2 separate regions of the Mus musculus genome follow, and region 2 is linked to region 1. The links are chromatin contacts, called in public Hi-C maps. All regions are on one chromosome and are shown on one strand. Each heading gives the region's core, a stretch centred on a gene start, on an enhancer-like site or on the middle of the called end of the contact. The rest is flanking DNA. Distances are from core to core; before and after follow the strand shown.

The links. Hi-C and Micro-C count contacts between places; a contact is called where the count stands out from the background.
Region 2: a Hi-C map of uterus shows a contact between it and region 1, with 4 times the contacts expected there. The contact joins two enhancer-like sites. A contact is called at or near these places in 4 of 484 Hi-C or Micro-C datasets (cranial neural crest and uterus).

The regions. Positions count from the first base shown.
Region 1 is chr4:13,240,479-13,244,466 of GRCm38.p6, reverse strand. No RefSeq gene overlaps it. Among named protein-coding and RNA genes, the nearest start is that of Gm46880, 40 kb to the left of the region's middle. Within about 2 kb of position 2,231, at least 54 of the 459 cell types and tissues checked have an H3K27ac peak or open chromatin away from gene starts, as enhancers often do. A contact at or near this core is called in uterus, where this site is marked.
Region 2 is chr4:13,466,618-13,470,810 of GRCm38.p6, reverse strand. No RefSeq gene overlaps it. Among named protein-coding and RNA genes, the nearest start is that of Gm46881, 51 kb to the left of the region's middle. Within about 2 kb of position 1,515, at least 17 of the 459 cell types and tissues checked have an H3K27ac peak or open chromatin away from gene starts, as enhancers often do. A contact at or near this core is called in uterus, where this site is marked.

The DNA of each region.
Region 1 (3,988 bases), core at 982-3,481:
GGTTCTGTTATAAAAATAAACTGAAATAATACATTGAATGGGGTGCATGGACATATACTAATAAGAACTGACCAAACGCAGGTCTCTAGAGTAATACATTTCTAAGTAAACAAACTTACCCGGATTAGCAGCATCTGCTAGATTATGAATTCATGTGGGTAATTTGTGAATGTTCTGGAGTAATGAAGGTAGGATGCTTGAGAGACTAGGACATTGTCCATGGTTCTGTCATTATTCTGGAAAGTATAACTATTGTAAGATGCATGGAAGAAGAATTGCCTTCCCAGGCAGTAAAAAAAAACTCATTTCTTTAAAAAACATTAGTGTCTATTAATTGTACAAAATAATGGGTTTCGTTGTGACATTGAATGTCATGCACTCTGTACACATTCACTCCTATTACTGTCTCCTCTCTCTCCTTTCCTCCCTCACTGCTCCTTTTCCTCTTCCCAATAATATTTACTCAACTTCACTTCTGAACGACTCTAGACTGGATACGGAGGCAAAGACAGAAGCTTGTCTTTCTGGGTCTGGCTTACTATACCTAACACAATACCCTCCATATCCAGCCTCGAGTTTGGAATCCAGCAGGCTGAGAGGGCAGGAGAAAAGCATGAAAAAGACTCCCTGGCTCATTAGCCAAGAGAGAAATTAGAGACTGAAGGAACAGGAGAAACTGGTTAGGAAGAGGCAATGCGGTAGAAGCCTGAGGAAGAGGAAGAGGCCCAGGAAACTTCATGTTTCCTTGTGGGTTTAAGTTCTCAGTCCAGCATTTTCCCCTGTGCCACAGCCTGGTGCCATACGCATCCTTCCTTTCCTGCTGAGAATGGGTTTAATTTTCCTTTTAGGAAAACATGTGGAGCATAATAGCTATTTAATCAAGGCCTCGGCTGTAGTTACTTAGTAGAACTGTCAAAAAGCTTTTACCAGCATCAGGGAGCTGCTCTCCACCCCTTCCATCTTGTACCTCACCTCCCGAAGGCTCAGCCAGCCCTGGGGCTCTGAACAAGAGGAAATAATGGCTCTCACAGAGCACTGCCCAAACAGCCGCCTGCCTGCTATGGGCAGTGAGCCTGCTGGTGTGGATAAGTTACTGTGAATCGATGTATGTTTAACATCAATTGAAACCTAAAGGAATTTTAATTGTGTTTTTGTTTTAAACACCAGATATAAGAACATTCAAAATTTGTACAAATCTAGGTTATTGAACCTGGTATTAGAATTTTTGAGAAGTTGAATCTTTTAGGTTAACTTTCTAACACTAGTGATAACATGATTTGCTATTTATGCTCCATATACTATCTATTTATATAATAGCATATTATTTAGAAAGATTAACTCATCTGTGTCTCTCTGTATATCCATGCCTGTGTGTCTATATATATGTATGTCTTTATGTGTCTGTTTGTGTGTGTATTCGTGTGTCTGTGTGAGTATATATGTATGTAGTATGTATGTCTTGGTGTGAATGTATGAATCTCTGTGTGTATCTATGTTTGGGTATCTTTTTCTGCTTTTCTCTGTGTCTCTCTCTGTCTTTTCCTCTCTGTGTGTCTGTGTCTTTGTGTGTTTTTCTCTGTGTGTGCCTGTGTGTATGTCTTTGTTTGTGTCTGTGTATCTCTGTGTTTATCCGTGTGACTCTATGTTTGTCTGTGTCTCTATGTGCCTGTATGTCTGTGTATCTTGAGTGTGTGTGTCTATGTGGTTTTTTTGTCTATGTCTGTGTGTGTCTGTGTTTGAACTCAAATTTATTTCTGTAACTGTCAGGCTCTCCCAGAAGTGAAGATCTTGAAAGGAAACAGAGCTTGAGTCCCAACCCACAGTGGTCATAGGGCGAGCACGGTTCCCTTAACTCCTTTAAAGTTGAACACACTTTTGAGGAAAGTGGGGCTGGGGAATGCCCAGGCTGGAGAAGTCTTTTATAAACAAACCATTTAAACTTCAGTGACAATTAGCCCCCTGCCCTGCTTTAACTTCTGGGTCTCACAGACTGGGCTTGCTAGATGATTAACTTTCAGGCTTCCCAGCCGTACCACGCTGGCCTGGGGACGTTCTAGCCTCACATGTGTAGTGTGTGGGGAAGTTGAGCCGCCATGGCCGATTTGATGAAGTATACATAAGTCCTGGCTCTGCATATCTGCAATATCGCGGACGGTCAAGGAGGCGCCTGTTATAAAAATACACAGTGAAACACAAGCGAAGGACTGCTCTTTCTCAAAGACCAACGTAATGCATTCCTTCTGTTTAGGCTCATTTTCCAGCCTCTCACATTCTTTGCGAACAAGAGTTATAAAACAACCCTGATGCAGGCCAATTATTTTTACTTTGAAGGCCATTAATCAAGATTGACTAAGAAAATGAAGACAGCTAAGCAAAATTTCATATGTGACTAGAGCAAGTTTAAAATAAAACCAGATGGGATGGACAGAGACACCGAGCGTTTCTTTAAAAAAAAAAATTGGACTCATGTAATAAATGTCTTACAAATTACAGCACTCTTATTTTCTTACAGTAAATCAACTCAGGCCGTAGTGTACAAGTGGTCTCTTTGCTGAAATGTCAAAAATAGAACCTGCCTTGTTCTTGTGGAGTAATCCCGCAAATCTAAAGCAGCAGTGTGGGCTAACAGTCTATAAACCATCTACCTGTGTTCAGTCAGACCAAGGCCTGATGGATGTGTTTCTCAGGGTCTGGGAGCAGAGCACACAGGGAATCCATGGAACTCCTGATGCGGGAATTAGCATTTCATATTGCCCTCGTGCAATCCGATGGCCTGGAAGCTAAGGAAAGATGTGCAAGAGTCCAGATTCTCCGTAACAGAAAAATCGGAAAGGCAAAACATTCTACCTGTTTCAATATTTAAAAATTGTCTTTCCCAGAGATCTCTCAGTGGGAGAATTATTTTTCTCATATAAAATACAGTTTTGAAATTCATGCTTTCTGAAGAGAATAGTAAAATATCTATACTTGGTATGGGAAACTGAATTCTCTTCTGAATTTTATGTGATTTTTTTTCCTTTTTTTCAAAGAAAGGTCCTCTCTCTCTTCTGCACACAGCAGCAGTATCTTGCCACAGTGACAAAATGGCTGAAAATAACCATCTGTTCCAGGATCTCTCTCAAAACACACACCATAATCCCAAAGAATTCTCGCCATTTAGCACTGTCAGGTTGAAAAGTCGGCAGAGGAAATGAAACTAAACTTGCTTTTCACAACACGCAGCAAACCATTTCCACAATGAATTTGGAGAAAACATATATGCTCTTCTCAGACCAGCTCCAAAATAATCTGGGAAGAAAATGAAGTCAGTTGTCTTAATACATTTTTTTAAGAAGGCAATTTGGTTGAAGTTCAAAGAGGACTCTAAGATTATTTTCCTGAAAACAGTCAAAATAGGTCAACCCGTGAGAATCAAAGCGGACATTCATTCCATTCTTCCTAAGTCTCCAAACAAAGCAGGAAATGCTTGTCTAAAAGTCCTCAGAAAAACACAGCTCCCCAGACATGGTCATTCCTTATTTGGTGCAGTGGATGTAAGATCCTGAACACTGTGCGTCTGTCAGTGGGCTCTTTGTTTAATTGCTTCCCATTTGAAGCCTCCTGGTGAATCCTTCTTTCAATAAAGCCTCAGCCTGAGCTATGTGGACAAACACCAGGGAAGCGCGCCAGGAGAAAAGAAATACCGCGGGAATTTACTTTTGCGAGTCTAGGACTGTGTGTGTTTCTTGACCAATGACTTTCGCTGCGACAAGCTCTCTCCCATATCTTTATAGTAAATCCAGGAATAAAGGACTCTACACATGAGCGTGTTTTTGATGAGAATTGTCTGTTTCTTTCTCAATAAATCCAATACCTTTTACTGTCTCAATATCTAAATTTCTGTTGAGTATAACTTTTACTCCTACCCTGAACCTTAAAGTCCCTAGGTTTAAGTATTTTAGAGTCTTTGAATGTCTCAGTGCCCTTGGCTGCCTCCCCTAATAGTTTT
Region 2 (4,193 bases), core at 266-2,765, 230 kb before region 1:
AGAGCAGAGAAGCAAAAGGCAGACCTTTTGTTCCAGCCTGGACAGACACTGGAATTTTAGTGTTGGTGAATCTCAAGGATATGCAAAGGTCATGGTGAAACCATGACTCCCCAAGTGTCACTGGGAAATGTTTTCTATTATTTACTATCTTTATTTTTTCCTTGCCACATTTTCATATATAATTTTCTTTAAATAATAAAATCCAGGATTGTGCCCTGATTCTCATTACTATCATATTATATTTAGGTCATTGTTATCATAGCTGATCTGTTGGGGGTCTTTGTTCTGTCATTTAACATAGGTGTTATATCACCTAGATCTTCATCTTTTGACAGTCAGTCTGTTATCAATTAGAAACCATGGTAATGTATGTGATACTTGGAAAGATACTCAAAGTTAGTTTGTGTTTCAGGCTGTGAGGCTCCCACTTGTTTGATGACTTCAGAAAGAATAATACATTTCCTACTACGACGAGTCCAGCTCTTCCCATTCATAGCCAGGAAGCTTAACATGTCTAGGAAATGGAAACATCTAGTTTTATGTCTTGTAAGCCACTCAAGGAATTTCATATCAATTTAGGTTGGTATAAACAATTCTCAGGGCTATGGATGATCTATCACCAGCGAACTAAAACATGTCTTAGTCCTATGTAGGAGGTTTAAGAAGACACTCTTTATCTCACTTGCCAAAGTTGTTTCCTTATGAGCTTCAAATGTCAAAAGGGGGGATTACAAATTACCTTAAAGATGGAAGGCCTTCATGCGTAACATTTTATTATGTTGATTTTATGAATGTAAGTAAGAAGTACAGTATCAGCATAAATCTTCATCCTGAGAAACAGAATCAAAAATAATGGTATTTTAAAAGGACACAAAAGATTCAAAGGATTGATTCAGATTCTTTCAGCTATGGCGGAGGAGCTACTGAACCCAAAAAGACTTATATATCCCCTGATTGCTAATCTTCCAAGCATTGATTTATAGGATTCTTTCTGCCAGCTGTTTAGAGGTTACCGAAAACACATCAGGCTTTGCTGGTGACCCCAAGTGCTTTAATTCCTATGCGTGCATATTTTAACATTATTACAGAAAGGTTTCATTTGCAATTTCCAGGCTGAGTAGCAAGCCGTCCGTTTCTAAGAGGTCAGTGCTTTCACCATGCCTCCTAGTGATGGAATTATAGTTTAAACAGCTGGAGCTCACTCCCAGGAGGGACACTGGGGTCTGGTTCCTTAACGGCAGAATAAATCCATCAGACATATTTCATGTGTCTGATAACATTAATAGATACCAGGGCTGTTTAAATATTTAATGAACTCACTCAGAGGCTGTTTACCAAAGCGGGGAGGCTATCAGAAGGGATGATCACATCTTTTTGATCTACAGTGATAACAAGAAAACTGAGATCTCAGCCAATAGTTTGTCTTCCTGGCTGCAAACCCCACCACAGGAACCTGTTTGCTACATGACATGTTTCCTTTCCATAGTGTGCAAGGGAGTGCTTTCAGTTTTTGCAGTTGCAATGCTAATCACTTCCATGTGGCTCACTCCTTAATAGAGATGCCAGGAGTCATAGCACAGTTCTCAGTTGGGATGAAGAAAACAGAAGAGGGAAGGCAGTCAGAGACACTCAGAGCAAAGAAATGGTGTGCAGGGCACAAAGCCCGAAAGCACGTGGGTGTGTTAATGAGTGGGCACTGATTAGGAAAAACAAGAGGCAGAAGAAAGCAAGTCACGTTGGCTACTTTTGTGAATAGCCTTCCAGCAGACAGCTTGATAGTGTCTGTTCTTGTTGGAAATAGATAATGCACATTAACAAAACAAAACAAAAAAAACAAAAAAAAATCACCATCTAGTGTTTGGCATACATTTATTTTCATGTGAGGGCAGTTCTGTTTAGATTTGCTACGAAAATCAAATTTGACTAAAAGCAGATTGGTCAGGCTGAATAACAGGTTATTCTTGGTTTCAGATACAAGTTTGATCATGTAAAAATGCGAAATTATAGGGACATAGTCTGTTGCTATCAACAAACATCCCTGTTGGAAATAATCATTGAAACAAGTTTTCTTACTTTTTTACTTTACTTACTTACGTATTTACGTACTTACCTTTTATGTATTTATTACTCAAGTGCATGCCTACATGTTTGTGGGTGCATGCAACCGAGACAACTCGCAGGAACTCATGCTCTTCTTTTACCATGGGAGTTCTGGGGCCTGCATTCAGCTCACTATTGAGCTCCTATCAGGTTTGGTGGAAATGACCATCTTACTGAGCCACCTCAAGGCTCCAGTGCACTCTGTTTAGAGCATTTTTCTCAATTATATTTATTATTATGTTAATCCTGTTCTCTTTATGGGATTAAGGTGTGCTCAAGTCTGGTGAAGAGTCCTTTGGTCTGGGCTAAGTCCTGGTATACTCAATCTAGATTGACTAGAATGAGTTAAGGGAGCTGTCTAGACCAGGTGGAAAATGTCCAGCCATTTGACGATTTAACTCTAAATCTGAGTGCAGATAACAAACAATGAAGCAGTCCAATGTTCTTTGGGGACTAGAGAGTATCTTGGCTTAATTAAAAATGGATACATTTTTGAACATCTCAAATGAATGCCATTAGCATTATTTAGACTCGGTTTTCCCTCAATTCTGTTCTGCTATAGGTTTGTAATATGTTCTAAGAGCATAAGGAAGCAGATGGTGAATTTCCTGAGTGCACAGTGCCGCTCTACTTTTTGAAGGGCTGTCATTCTCAGAAACGAGAGGCTTACACTAGCCTATACCTTTCCAAACAAATCATTTTCAAGTATATAAATAGCATAATTAATCACAATGGAAATATAAAATGTTTAATCAGGAGCAGATGGACTGAAACAAAGAACTCTTATGCATGAGGCTGTTGAAAATGTTCAACATTACATCATTTTGATGTGTTTGTAGAAATAGATTTGGGGCGACTGTTTTATTTAGATGTAGCTGTTAATATTTTAATGTATATGCAAAAGAGATCCATCCTCTGCTGTTCTAGGAGAGCGCTTGAGTCACCACTGCAGGGCATTAGGGAAACAATGAGTAAAATACACACTCACCACAGAACAGAGTAACTTCTGCAAACTCTGCCTTTTGGAGTCCTCAAGGGTAGAATTGGTTTCCATTCATGGAAAGAAGCAACATGGAAAAGAAACTATCTAGGAAGATGTAGCTGGTCTACAACAGTCAAAGGTTTTGGATGCTGCTTACCATTTAAATCTTTTAAATGAGTGCACCTTAAAAAAGAGAAAAATCCTGACAGTAGAGGAATAGGGGCCTCCTTTTGGAAATTTGGTCTAGTTTGGACTCAATTCTGCGGCAATAAAAGCTGAAACTAGTTTCCAGATGGAATAAATTGGTTCCAGCGTTTCTAAAATGTTGGCCAGCATATTGCACAGCTGAAGTTGATCCTTTCTCAGAACTGTTACTGAAAGAGGCAGGGATTGGGGCTAGAAAGGCTTGGTGAATAAGCTTCCCTGAGAGGTCTCCGAGCTAGGAGGCATAGACTAGGGGATGTTCGCTTAAATTTGGCGTTTCTCTGACACGGAGAGAGCAGCTGCTATGACCATGTCTCTGAGTCTTTTCGAGCTTCACCTGTGTCCTCTTGGGAAGGTGTTTCTCCTTGGCTACGGAAAGTCCGAAGTTATAGATCTGTCTACCCACCCTGCATTTGAACTTGTTTGGAGTCAAGTGAAGGGAGAAGAGGACATTGGTGTGCCTGAAAAATGGAAAGACATTTTCTTAGGAAAAGCGGAAAAGCAAAGAAAAGAGGAAGCCCATCTTACCAGACATTTTTGAGAATAATTTTCAGAGAGCCTCAAACATGCCCCTCCCTGACCTCCTTAGAGCCTCATCTTATCAGGAAGATCTAGAGCACCGGTTCGAAAACTTCCTAATGGTGGGACACTTTAATACAGTACTTTATGTTATGGTGACCCAAAGCATAAAATTATTTTTGTTTTTACACCATAACTGTAGTTTAGCTACTGTAATGAATAGTAATGGAAATATCTGATATGCAGGATATCTAATATGTGCCCCCATGAAAGAGTCCCTGGACCCTTGGAGTAGTGACCCACAGGTTGGGAATCACCTATCTAGCGGCTTCTCTAAGGAGCCCTGTCCTAAGAAGTCAATTGAGAGAGTGCTATAAAGTCGTGTGCA